Regions from separate parts of the Mus musculus genome. Here regions 1 and 2 are each linked to region 3. Evidence: chromatin contacts called from public Hi-C and promoter capture Hi-C data. All regions are on one chromosome and are shown on one strand. The core of a region is the stretch at or near the end of the contact, and the rest is flanking DNA. Distances in the headings are between cores, read along the strand shown.

Region 1 (4,347 bases), core at 793-3,292, 360 kb before region 3:
ACCTTGAAGGCTCCAGTGATCACATCCTCCGGGTCCGCACCTGCAGGGACAGAGGACACGAGTCTAGCGCGTCCCCAAAGGTCTGGAAAGAGCAACCAGGGTCTTGGGTGGAGAACCTTTTACTCACCCTTAAGCTTTTCCCCAAACATGGTCAGGAAGACAGTGAAGTTGATGGGCCCACTGGCTTCCTTCATCATAGCGTCGAGTTCCTCATTCTTCACATTGAGACGGCCTGAATGGGGTGAGCGTTAGGGGTTGGAGTTGGGTGTTGGGGACCAGAGGTGTGCTTCTCATAAGCTTATATTAGCTCATTCATTTTTTTCATCTGGGCAGATTAAGGCCTGAAGCCACTGGATTCCCCTCCAACTCCATAGCTTTCAACATTTATAGATAGGAGTAGGGGCCTCACCCATGGCTGCAAAGGTGTCCCGAAGATCCTCTTTGTCGATAATGCCATCCCTGTTCTGATCAATTACAGTGAACGCCTGTGGAGGGGTAGGGGTGAGGACAGATGAAACCAGGAATTGGCCCAAGGCAGATCAGATTCTGGCCCTGAGCCAGCTGTCCCCCTCCACCCTTTGAAGGGAGGGGAAGGATTCTCCTCCTCCCTCAACAGGTGCACTTTCTGGGAAGGAGGGGTAGGGAGGAGGGTGGGGAGGAGGGTTGGGGAGGCTTTCCTTAGCCTCCCACTCTCACCTCCTTGAACTCCTGGATCTGAGTCTGGTCAAACATGGAGAAGACGTTGGAGCTCCCTTCCGCTCCTGCCCTTCTCTTGGCCTTCTTGGGTGCCTGTGAGGGTAAAGGTTGAACAGGGGAGTTACAGGCCAGTTCCTGTACCTCTCTCCTGGGAGCAGCAAACCAGACTTTTGTTTCTGTTAAGGACAGGGTCTCATGGAGCCCTCAGACTTGCTACTTAACAGAGGATGACCTTGGCCTGCTCACCGTGCCTCCGTCTCTAACCTTGACCGTGCGAGTTCCAGGGTTAGCGTCACGAGCAGCACATCCTATTTTATTTGGTTGCTTGTGCATGCTAGGCAGGCTACATCCTCAACCCCAACCCTGTCCCTCCCCACCCCCACCCTGAGACGTGGTCTCATGATTTAGCCCTGGGGCCTATTCTATAGACCCAGTCTTCCTTTCCTTGAACCCAGGAGATCTGCCTGCTTCTTCCTGCTGAGAATAAAGATATTCATCACCACACCCAGATTCTCCTCCTCTTTTCTTTTTGTTTTTCTTTTTTAGACTGGTCTCACTGCATAACTCAGGCTGGCCTTGAACTCCTGGACTCCTGGATTCCTACCTCTTCAGGCTTTAAAGCAGTTGAAATTACAGGCATACCCATTATGCCTGATCAGATTCAGATTCGGAGTTCTTTGAGTCCATTTTTATAGAATAACTCTTCTTTTTCTTGGCACCTCTTGGCTAAGGGGCCTCATTTTGGCTGTGTGTCTTAATTCCCAACTATAGCTCCCAGATCACTTCATCCTGACTGACAAGTGCCCTTCTCAGAATCCTCTGCCTGCCAACTTGGCGTCCATACTTGCTAGCTTAATCTACTCACTGGCCCTATCTGAACCTCTAGTTCCCACTTACAAAATGCAAGCAGGATCATCTCATTCGTCTGAGGACTTTAGGAAATGATAGAAAGGGGTGGAACAGACTTTGAACAGGTCTACCCCTACCCCTAGACATCATGGTTAGATATCTGAGCATATTATCCTTGACTGAACCTTTCAGCCCATCACTCTCCTCTGGCCCCATTCTGGTGCTAAGAGAGAGGGTTCATATTTTGCCTGTAGTTGGAATGAGAAGCAGCACCCTTTTTTTTTTTTTGAAGGGTAGGGCTATCCTGAGCTAATGCTAGGTTGGGAGGAATCTTCACTCACCATGTCTTAGATCTCCTGGGGGCAAGGCAGTAGCTCCAGATGGAAAAAGGAAGAGAATCTGCTTGGAGCAGTTCTTCTGGGGTTATATAGTCCTGCCCCGGCAGCCCTTAACATACCGTGGTAACCTTAGCCCTGTGGATACCCACCCCAGATACTAAAATAGCCCAGCTCAGGGGCCTCTCCTTTCTTGGAGGCCTGCAGCAGCTGGAGCCCAGGAAGGGAGGGGGAGGAGGCCTTGGGATGCAAGTCTCGTTAGGACCTAGGTAGGAAGGGATGTTCTTTCTCCCAAAGGGGGACTGCAGTGTGCCAGGATTCAGAGGGGCTCAGGGAAGCCCACAGTTCTGGAAGAGATGAACTAGACTTTTGAGCCCCTGAGTGGGGTGGGCACAGATCTAAACTCAGTAAGCATTTTGTGCCAATAGACAGTATGCTTGGTTTTGTGGGTTCACTTTAGCAAGCAAGCAGGCAAGTAAGCAAATGACAACAGCAAAACTCAGCAGGAAGCTAAGGAAGTGAGTGAGGTGAGGACCAGTGAGCAGACCGCAGGGCACATGGGCAAAGGCCAGCACAGTGAAAGTCAGCTGTTAGGATTGCCAGAATCAGGATGGGGCTTGATGTTAAGGTTGGTGACCAAATGCTGTGGGGTTTGCAACAACAAGCAGAGACATCATCGGTGCACTTGAAAAGAAAGGATTGAAGCAAGAGAGGTTTAGGCTTTTTTTTTTTTTTTTTTTTGGTTTTTTTGAGACAGGGTTTCTCTATATAGTCCTGGCTGTCCTGGAACTCACTCTGTACACCAGGCTGGCCTTGAACTCAGAAATCCACCTGCCTCTGCCTCCCAAGTGCTGGGATTAAAGGCGTGCGCCACCACGCCCTGCAAGGTTTAGGCTTCTTGCTGGACCTCAGAGAAAACACAGAGGCCCCAGCCATCCTCTCCCAGGTAGCATAACCAGTATCTTTTCCTTTCTGGGAAAATGCTAGCTTGGCTGATGTTGTGACTTTCATAATGTTCTGGGCCTCAGTGGCCCATACTGATCCATGCAGTGGGAATCTAGGGAAACCGCAGTATAGGAACCCCAGGCTGGCAATGGTACGCATCTCCTCCTGCTCCCTTTAGGACCTGATGTCCTGAGGAATGTGTTCCCTCCCTTGCCCTCCTCCAGTCCATGCCAATGCCACTAAGACATTTTCTTTTCTGGGCACTGGGGCCCAGCCACCTGTTGTCTCTAAGAAGAGAGAAGGAGCCACCCTAAACTTAGCAGCTGCCCTTGGCCTTCGCACAGCCCCTCCCGGCTTTAGTTGGCAGCTGTTTTGCCTTATATGGGTACCACATATGGGTACCACGGAGGGGGCTACGTCATGCAGGAGCCCACTCATTAGTGCATTCTGGGAGGTGAGAAAGACTCCAAAAAGGGAATGGGATTTGTGGACTTCTCAGTAAACTTGAATCAAAGGGGAAGATGGAGAAGTTATGAAAAGAAGATCTGACAGGTCCTCACCGGGTCCGGGTCAGAGCTGGAAGCGGGAAAGTAAGCTGACAAGACTAAGGAGCTTCAAAAGACAGAAAGGGATAGGGACATTGAGAGCTAGGTCTCACTAGGATTTTGAGAGTGGCCTTATGGATTTGGTAGTCCACTCATCCTGGGGCTCAAGAGAATGAGAACAGAGGAAGCAGTGTTTAGAAGTGGGAAGGTTCCTGGTTCAGCGGTGGCCTTTAGTCTCAGAACTCAGGAGACAGAGGCAGGCGGATCTCTGAGTTTGAGGCCAGCATGGTCTTCAGAGTGAGTTCCAGGACAGACGTGCAGGGCCACACAGAGACACTGTCTTGAAAATAAATAAATAAATAAATAAATAAAAAACAAAACAAAAAAAGAAGAATCTGGAAGGTTAGAACTCATAACGTCAGGTCTTGTAGTTAGTAGCTAATGAGTACTAAGAGAAGTGGATAACAATACGGCTTGGTTCTTGAATCCTTCAAAGAGGAGGGTTCATGGTATTGAGGATTCATGGATTTGGGTTCTGAGATGGGACCTCCACCCACAAGCCGGGAGAGTGAAGTAGTGCTCAGAGGATATGGGTTTCAGAAATTGCAGTGTTTGCGGCGGCGGGGTGGAGGTGGGGGGGGGGGGAGAAGCTGAGTTTGTACATGAGAACTTAGAGAAACCTGGTCTGAGTTCCTGCCTGAAATAGGGAATTGAGAGATGAGTCTTTCAGAGGACTGACTATAGTCTAACTAGACACATCGAGGTAGAGAGTACTGATGAGGGCACTGGGTTTGTGGTGCAGCTCAGGAGTTGAATGAACAGGGGCTCTTTTGGAAACCCAAGAAGGCCAGCGCGGCACTCTTATTGGCTAGGAGCCGCACCGATGCTCCAGGCTCTTCTCAGTGATGTCCCCAGTTGTCACCTCCTCTCGCGCTTGTCTCTGGTTGTCACTGACTATTCTTGCTCTGGCACCGCCT
Region 2 (4,346 bases), core at 592-3,091, 320 kb before region 3:
GATATGGAGACCCTTACTGCCTGCTCAGGGGCAGCTCATGATGGCTGGCTGCAGGGACCCTGGATGCCAAACTCAACCAGGAAAAATGCTTTGTGAGTTTATTTTTTGTTTGAAACAGGGTCTCACTATGTAGCCCTCCCCACCCTGGAACTTGCTATGTAGACCAGGACAATTTTATTTTATTTTATTTATTTTTTTACCAGAACAATTTTAAACCCACAGAGATCTACCTGCCTCTGCCTCTCCAGGGCTGGGATCACAGACACGCACCACCACCACAGCAGTGGTATTTTACAGAAACAGAAACTTCATAGATCAGTTTTTCTGTTGTGGAATATTAGCAACTGGAAAATAGAATTCCAAGAGCCTCAGTATACAGACAAATGCCCAGCAACAAGCCAATAGGCAGAGCTGGGTCAAATCCTGGTTGTTCTATTGCTGTGATAAACAGCATGACTAAAAACATCGTGGGAAGGAAAAGGATCATTTCATGCAGTCTACCCTGAGGGAAGTCAGGGCAGGAACTCAAGGCAGGAACTGGAGTAGAGGTTGGGGGGTGGGGGGAAGCAGGGAGATGGCTGCTGCTTACTGGCTTGCTCTGCATAGCTTGCTCAGTCTGCTTTCTTCTGGAACCCAGTCTCCCTTGTTCAGGGGTAGCACCACCCACAGGAGGATGGGCCATTCCAGAACAATCTTTAATCAAGAAAGTGCCCTACTGGGAGGATGGACAGAATAAAAGAGATGAAATTCTCTGCAGCAGGGGGATCAGCCTAGCAAGGACTGAACACTGACAGCTCCCTAGATGCTCTTTATTGTTACCTAAAAGGCACCTTATCAAGTCAATTTCCACATACCAAAACTTCTTATCTGATCTCCCGGTTGTCTTGAAAGACCCGCCACCTAAGCAATTCTCAGTCACTCCACACTTCCTGGTTTGTCAGGCATGCCCCTAGACTAAGTTATGCAAAGGCTCTGAGAATAGTTCAAAAGAACAACCTTATAAAGTCCCAGATGATAATTACCAACAAAAGGCTACTTCAAAGCTTACACGCGCCATCACTCCAGATTCATGTGCAATACGAGAATTCTAAAATCCTGTCACAGATATGCCTACAGTCTAAAGGAGGTATTTTCTCAATTGAGGTTCCTTTTTCCAGAAAACTCTAGCCTGTGTCAAGTTGATACAAAACTAACCAGGCCCCAAGGCTGCTAGGCATTTGGAGAAGGCAAACCCCTTCGTCTGTGACAGTTGTGACAATGTGACAGTGCAGATAGCTCTTGGACACAGGCTTCCCTCCCTGTCCATTTACCCAGTAGCTGGATTGCTGGATCAAATGGTTCTGTTTGCTTTTCGTGGTTTTGGTTTTGGACAATGTCACACGTGGTTTCTCGTATCTCACATGAATCTGGAGTGATGGCGCGTGTAAGCTTTGAAGTAGCCTTTCGTTGGTAATTATCATCTGGGACTTTATAAGGTTGTTCTTTTGAACTATTCTCAGAGCCTTTGCATAACTTAGTCTGGGGACATGCCTGACAAGCCAGGAAGTGTGGGGTGACTGAGAATTGCCTAGGTGATGGCTCTTTCATGACTGTACTGGAACTTTCCATGTAAGCTAGGCCAGGCTGGCTTTGAACGCCCCCCCCCCTTCTTCTCCAGTGCTGGGGTTGCAGGTGTGTGCCGCTGTGCCTGACTCTCATTTCATATCATTTCAGCGTTATGATATCCCAAGACCTTTCAAACGATACTTCTCTTTTTCTCTAGGGATTAAACCCTCTCATGTGATGCACATTGTCTGCCATGGAGCTACTTCCCAGCCCGGTTTCTAGCATTTTGAGGAACCTTTGTACTGTTTTCCATAATGGTTATACTAATTTGCATTCTCACCAAGAATGTCTGAGTGTTCCCTTCTCCTCCTCCTCTCAAGCACTTCTTGTTGCTGTTAGCTTTGCTTTTTGAAGCACAGGGTCTCAATTTATAGCCCAGGCTGGCCTCAAACCTGTGGGTTTCCTGCCTCAGCCTCTTGGGTGATAGGATTAAACATACAAGCCACCAAACCTAACTCCTGGTTTTCTTTGCTAGTTTCTTTATTTTTTTGAGATAGGGTTTTTCTGTGTTACATCCTTTTCTGTGTTACATACTTTCTGTGTAGACCATGCTGGCCTCAAACTCACAGAGATCCTCCTGCCTCTACCTCCCGGAATTGCTGGGATAGAAGGCATGCACCATTACACCCAGCTTCTAATTCCATATTTTAAAAGGTTTTATTTTTTTGTATATGTGTGTGTGTCTGTGTGCAGGTATGTATATGCACGTAAGTGGAGGCAAAGATCAACCTTGTGTTAGACGGGGTCTCTCACTAGGCCCTGGACCTGGCTGTTGAGTGAGCCCCAGGGACTCCCCTGCAGTCAGCTCCCCAGAACTGAGATTATGAGCAACACCAGTGCTCCCAGATGTTTTGTGACTTTGGTTGCATGAGCCCACATACCTGCGTCCTTTTGAGAAATGTCTACTCACAAGAGCCTCTCATTCTTTAGCTTGTTTTCTACTGTTTTATTGTTTGAATATCTGGTCTACCTATCTTTTCTATCTGATGGGTAGTTTGCCCCCCCCCCTTTTTTTGTCTCACTTTGTAACCCAGGCTTCCCTGAATCTACCAGGCTGGCCTCAAACTCTTGATCCTCCTATCTCAGTCTCTTAATGCTGGATTACAAATATATCCCACCATACCCTATATATATATTTTTTCACTTTCTTTGTTCTAAACATTGCACATGGGGACTGTAAAGGCTAATCCCATTTGCCCAAGGACAGGTAACTCCCTGGGCTGCTGTTCACGTCAGATAACAAGGCCTGTGTTTTCCCTTCAGTACACAAGCTTGGTTGCCCATGCTGCACAGGAAGACCTTGATCGCCAGTAGGCAGAAGACACATGGGCAGGAAGTAGTACATCAGGATGTATGGAAGCAGAAAGTACCAGAGCCTGTGGGTTTGACCTTTGTAGGCACCCGTCTGACCTAATTGGGGGCCAATCTTCATGGATCCTGGGTATGGATCTGGCCAGGGTCCATTGTCCTAGCCAGTATTACATAAAGCTTGCTTTAATAGGTCAGTTGTCGATTTGGTCTTTCTCTTAGAAATTTTCAGCTTTAACACTCCCTGCATGCTAGCATGTGCACAGGGACGCAGCTGCTGGGGTTGTTTCTCACTTTCTCCTGCAGCTTGCAGTTGGAGTGGAGACATGTCACTGGCTTGTTCATGCTGACTTAGCGCCTGCTACATGATGCCATTCATTTACCAATCCTAACATTTTTGGTGGAGTCTTTTTGGTTTTTCTAGAGACAGCCATTTGCAAGCAAAATATACTTCCTCTTTCCCTATGGGGTGCCCCCTTTTTTTTTCTCTTGCCTAACTGGTCTGGCTAGAACACCCAGTGCTATGCTGAGTTAAGGTGGTGGAGTTGGCAACTTCTTATGCCAGAGCTCCGAGCTCTCCTCTCCTCTTGTCCTCATTTTTGAAGCTAGCTGTGGGTTTGACTTGTGTGGCGTTTACTGTGTCAAAGAACCAGACCTTCTTCACACGGTTCTCTTTTATCTGAGTGTAAGACCTCGACCCCGACCTTCAGTCAGTGGTCCTTACTTCGAGATGCCCCTGTGTGAGACACAGAGATGCAGATCGATGTGAAAGCAAGAGGTTTATTTCCTTGGCATGTCGGGTCGACCTTCAATTAGCCCCTCAAGGTGAGTTACTAAGAAGGCGACCGAGAATGGCTATTACAAGCAGTTTGTATACTTTTTAGGGGCACAGGTTACATCAGCAACGTTACAGTTCAAACTTATTGGCCAAGTGTATTGACCTTTCAGTCTATTGGCTAGCAAGCATGACACACATTTGAACTCTACCTGGGACTTTCCAGAGGGTCAGGTAACTATCAGTCAGAAATTTTTACTCAAGAATGCTCCTGTGGGTGGAGAATGAAACTTGGCCTAGCCTTGACTCCGGGCAGGAGGGGGAAGCTACAAGGAGGGTGTGGGACTAGAAAACCTCTTAGTGTCCCTCATGAGTACGGTCTTTTGAAGTGACCATATTATTGTTCTTCAAGTAGTTACTGTGCTGTTTCTCATTTGTTGATTTGTGGAAGCCACTTCATCCTTGGGCAAATCCCACCTGGTCTGGAGTGTGGTCCATCGGGAATGAACCTTTTTGTGCATCATTGTCTGGTTTGGGTATCGGGGTGATGCTGATCTCACTGAATGGATTCGGAATCCCTTCCCCTTAGGTTTTTGGTTTTGTTTTGTTTTTTTGGATGTTAGAAGACTTGACATTTGCTCCTGGAACCTTCTAGGCT
Region 3 (4,276 bases), core at 391-2,890:
AGAAGGTAGTATGAGTCTTTGGTCCAGGTCAAGGTGTGAGACCTGGTGGCTAAAAGGATGTGTCCACATCTCTGCTGGCCTGCCAGTGTATGTGCAGGAGGCTGAGCAGCCATGTGCATGCCTGCGTCTAGGTCCCTGGCTCGGCCGCAACTGTCTGTGTGGGTGGTGGAGTGTCTCAGCAGAAATATTGAATATTGAGCCTTGCTGAAGCTGTAATCTGCACCCAGACTGCAGCTGTGGTGGCGGGACTGCCCTCCCTCCTCCCCATCCTCCACGCACACATTCAGGAGGCTGCTCTCTCCCACAAGCTCACTGAGCCCCCAGACTCACTGGTATCATCCGAGTCGTAGCTGTCTACCTCAGCTCCATCGTCGGGTGTAGTGGCCCCAAGGAGAGCCGCAGGGGGGGCCAGAGCCAGAGGGGCCAGATGAGCTGGGGCTTCCCCGCAGCCCGTGCCACCGCCGCCGCCGCCACCCTCTGGTCCTGGCCCCCTGCGAGGGAAGTAGTCGGAGATCTGGCGGATGGGCCTGATGGGTCCAGGGCACACGTTGATGGCCATGTGCTCCTGGATGTTGATGGTCATGCGATCGCCCCTGCGGCCCCTCATGCAGCACCTCTGACTGGGAGACGGGTGTAGAGCTGGAGTGGCCGGCTGGGGTCTGTAGGAACCTCACTGCCCTCCCTTCCTGGGTGTCGAGGGAAAAGATGATCTGCGCTGGCTGGTGGGCAGGCAGGAGGCCTGGCTTCACAAAGGGCTGGGTGGGTTGCCAGATCAGTCCTAAAGCAGACAGGTCGTGACTCCCCCTTAACCCTGCTCACTACCTGCACATTGTCCCTCTGTCACCTTTCCAGGGTTTTCCTCTCATCCTGGGCTCTCCCTCTGTCCCCATCCCCTCAAGTCCTCCAGGGACCCCACAGCTTCCCTCCTTTGCTGCTTGCTCTGAAGCTCTGGCCATCTTCTGCACCAGGCGCGGGGCTGGCCAGGGTGTCACCCACCCCTCTAGGCTTCTCTTCACTCAGCCCAAGCTTCTGCCTGCCTGCCTGCCTGCCTGCCTATCCCTAACCCGGGTCATCCGTTCTCCCAAGGTAGGGACCCCCTGCCTCGTTTTCTCCGCCTCTCACCCTCACCCGCGCTCCCCTGGCCAGTCCAGCCCCCGCACCTGTCCCTGAGCCTCCAACAGGTGCCCGGCACGGGCGGCCCGTGGGCGCAGGCTGGGCGGCGGCGGCGACTGCGGCGCGGCGGGCGAGGACCGAGCGAGAAGCGGCGCGGGGCGGGAGTGGCGGGAGCTGCTGCGGGCGGCCGGGAGGGGCGCGGGGCGCAGAGGGCCAGACACGGGCCCCAGAACGCACGCGAGTGCACACTCGACACGTGTGCTCGTGCTCACGCCCGCCCGTGAGCCTTGGGCCAGCTCACACGCGTGCACACTCACCCGAGAACTTGGCGTGCACCTCCGCGAGAGGCGCCCGGTGTTCCCCAGCTCCTCCCGGGAGACCCAGGCCCCCGCCCCGCCGCGCAGCCCTGGCGCCTCCCGCTGCCCCGCCTCTCGCCTTCGCTGGCTCCCAGGGCTCCAGGGCCCGACCACCCGGCCTGGTTGCCATAGCGACGCTGGTTTCCACTCACACCCCCATCCTAGAAAGCACCAGAGGGGAAAGGAAAGGGCAGCTGTCCTACCCCTGGGTGTCCGTGGGTGTGGCTTAGAGATCCGCAGTGACCTAGGGACCCGCCGGCGAAAGAGGAGAGACCTGCTCCTGCCGCTCTGGGGAACCACATTCGGAAGAAGACTGGCTTTCCCATCCCTCCTTCCATCTTGTGATTCAACTCAGCCCTTAGAACCTAGGTCTCTTTATCAGACCCACATCTCCCACCACCCTCTGTCATCTCCAGTTCTGTCCCTCGAACCTTCAGTTACCACGAACTGCCTCCTGCCTCTCGCCACTAGCCTTCTGTCTTGTTTTTTAAATATCTTAATGGGCATTAGCCAGATGGGAAGCTTGGGTTGGCCTTGAACTCCTGACTCTCCTACCTCACTGGGATTACAGGCTGTGTGCTAACAGGAGGCTTCAACCCTAACCTTTGATTTTCTTGCGTCCTGAACTTACCTCCTGGAAAGACCAAATCCTCAGAGAGGCCCTTCAAGCCAAGAATCCCCTGGCCACAGCTGGCAAGTAACCTTCAGTTTCAGAGCATTGCCGCCACCTCTAGGATCCTTTGCTCCTGAAAACTGCCTTCCGGGTCATTACAGTCACCTGATCCTAGCAGTCTTCTGGAGTGCACACACACACACTCACACACACACACACACACACACACACACACACACACACTTATATCTCTCTATATTCCTCTATCCATAACCCTTAGACTCAGCTCTGATGACAGTTTAAATCTCCCTGTTTACAGCCGGGGAGTTGCGGCAGAGAACAGGGGCTGATTCATCTCGGACCGGCCTGACACTAAGTCAGCCTCACTAAATATTGGGACTCAACAGAGAAATTCTTCTGCCCAACATGTGACTATGCTTAATACTGACTAACTGTACACTTGAACATTGTCCAGGCCTGCGGCCCCTGGTACAGTGTATGATCCCTAACACCAAATAAAAAAGATAACATGGGCTGGGCATAGTGGCACACAATTTTAATCCCAGAACTCGGGAGGCAGAAGCAGGCGGATCTCTGAGTTCGATACCAGCCTGGTCTACAGAGTGAGTTCCAGAACAGCCAGGGCTACACAGAGAAACTGTCTCTGGAAAAAAAAAAGAAAGAAAGAAAAAGAAAAGATAACATGGTAGTCGTTACATGTAAATTTTACATGTTTGTATTTTAAAACTTTTTTAAAAGAATACTATAAAGTCACATTATATAACACAATACCAGTCACCTATGAAATGGGCAAAATTCAAGTCTCAGCACTCTTAACTTACTAATTAAATGAGTTAATGGCACTGCTGGTGCAACTGGTCTGACACTGGATCACAAATACACATGCTCTTTGGAACTCCAGCTCCGACCTTATCCTAGCAATATACCCAGCAATATACACAATAATAGTTCAAGATTCTTACCTACAACTTTTTTTTTTTTTGAGATAGGGTATCTCAGTATAGTCCTGGTTGTTCTGGAACTCACCGTGCTTTTAGACCAGGCTGACCTCGAACTCAGATCCACCTGTCTCTGCCTCCCGAGTCCTAGTATTAAAGCCATGCACCACCACCAACTGGCTTACCTACAACTGCTAAAAAGAAAACAAATGAAATGTTCATGAATGGGAGGCTGGTTAAATCAGCTATGACATAATTTCCCATATCAAAATAGTATATAGCCATGAAAAATGAGGCTTCTGAGATACACACACACACAGTTGTCTTCATCTTCTCTCTTTCGCTTAAACCAAGATGCAGAGTGCATAGCAGCCCATGGGAATGCTGCTGTTTGAATGAGGGGAAGACCTCACACATGTTTAATTGTTCATGTATTATTTCCAGAAGACTGCACAAGAAAATGGTAACTATGGTGACCGCTAAAGAGTGAGGTTGCTGTGGAACAGGGAAGGGCAAGCATAGGAAAGATTTGGCCTCCAACATACAACTTTCTGTATGGTTTTTCCTTTGAGATGGGGCCTCACTATGTAACCCTGGCTGGCCTGGAACTCACTGTGTAAACCAGGCTGCCATCAGAGATCTGTGTGCCTCTGACCGTAGGTACTGGGAATAAAGGTGTGAGCCATCGCATCCGCATGCTTCTGAATTGTGCCATGTGTCTGTACCCCTTCCAAAGAGCACACTCAAATCACAAACATTTGAGGGTGTGAGGTGACTCAGATGGTAATGGCACTCGACACACAAACCTGAGTTTGCTTCTAGGACATAACATGGTAGAAGGAAGGAGCGAATTCCTACAAGTTGTCTTCTGGCTTCTACATGTGGGACATGGGAAACACTTACACAAATCAATAAATATTGAAAAGGATTACAGTCATCTTTGTGTGTAAGACCAGACTCGGCCTTGTGTCGACAAAGTATGCATCCTTCATAGCTCTCCAGGGTCATGAAGGAAGAAGCCACGCCTGCTGGCCCATGCCTGCAATCCCAGTACCTGGGAGGTGTAGACAGAAAGTTTGTCCATGAGTTCCAGGCCACGGTCTATGTAGTACGTTCCAGACTAGCTAGCACTACAGAGCAAAGGTGCAGTTGGCCTGGACACAGGGACCAAAGGAAAGTGGTTGTGTGATTAATGAATCCTCCAATGCTGTCTTCTCACTATGGACATCTTGGAC

Evidence for each region. Promoter capture Hi-C pulls out the DNA fragments that hold promoters and counts their contacts. A called contact is a pair of places that touch in the nucleus more often than the background predicts.
Region 1: a contact with region 3 is called in a promoter capture Hi-C map of liver, with 5 times the contacts expected there. The contact joins the promoter of Mylpf here to the promoter of Doc2a in region 3. A contact is called at or near these places in 18 of 39 promoter capture datasets (the C10 cell line, HPC-7-derived erythroid cells, the SN4741 cell line and 11 more), 1 of 15 datasets of contacts at CTCF or cohesin (embryonic stem cells), 5 of 484 Hi-C or Micro-C datasets (B cells, the G1E-ER4 cell line, bone marrow-derived macrophages and 1 more), 14 of 115 datasets of contacts at active chromatin or transcription factors (the 230-238 cell line, T-cell acute lymphoblastic leukemia, bone marrow-derived macrophages and 9 more) and 3 of 9 other capture datasets (adipose tissue, liver and pancreatic islet).
Region 2: a contact with region 3 is called in a Hi-C map of bone marrow-derived macrophages, with 25 read pairs. The contact joins the enhancer-like site here to the promoter of Doc2a in region 3. A contact is called at or near these places in 14 of 39 promoter capture datasets (the 3T3-L1 cell line, 3T3-L1-derived adipocytes, the C10 cell line and 9 more), 1 of 15 datasets of contacts at CTCF or cohesin (the NIH/3T3 cell line), 6 of 484 Hi-C or Micro-C datasets (bone marrow-derived macrophages, cerebral cortex, cumulus cells and 3 more), 7 of 115 datasets of contacts at active chromatin or transcription factors (craniofacial prominence, embryonic basal ganglia, embryonic hindbrain and 4 more) and 4 of 9 other capture datasets (adipose tissue, embryonic stem cells, liver and 1 more).

Annotation. Positions count from the first base shown.
Region 1 is chr7:127,209,303-127,213,649 of GRCm38.p6, reverse strand. It overlaps Mylpf (myosin light chain, phosphorylatable, fast skeletal muscle), which reads right to left and starts at 2,042. Exons shown (of 7, transcript NM_016754.5): 1 at 1,887-2,042; 2 at 697-789; 3 at 410-485; 4 at 128-232; 5 at 1-40. The coding sequence starts at 1,889. It also overlaps a transcript of Septin1 not described here.
Region 2 is chr7:127,163,261-127,167,606 of GRCm38.p6, reverse strand. No RefSeq gene overlaps it. Among named protein-coding and RNA genes, the nearest start is that of Spn, 28 kb to the right of the region's middle. Within about 2 kb of position 1,841, at least 24 of the 459 cell types and tissues checked have an H3K27ac peak or open chromatin away from gene starts, as enhancers often do. A contact at or near this core is called in bone marrow-derived macrophages and group 2 innate lymphoid cells, where this site is marked.
Region 3 is chr7:126,844,917-126,849,192 of GRCm38.p6, reverse strand. Doc2a (double C2, alpha) reads right to left here and starts at 1,640. Exons shown (of 11, transcript NM_010069.1): 1 at 1,161-1,640; 2 at 331-778. The coding sequence starts at 607.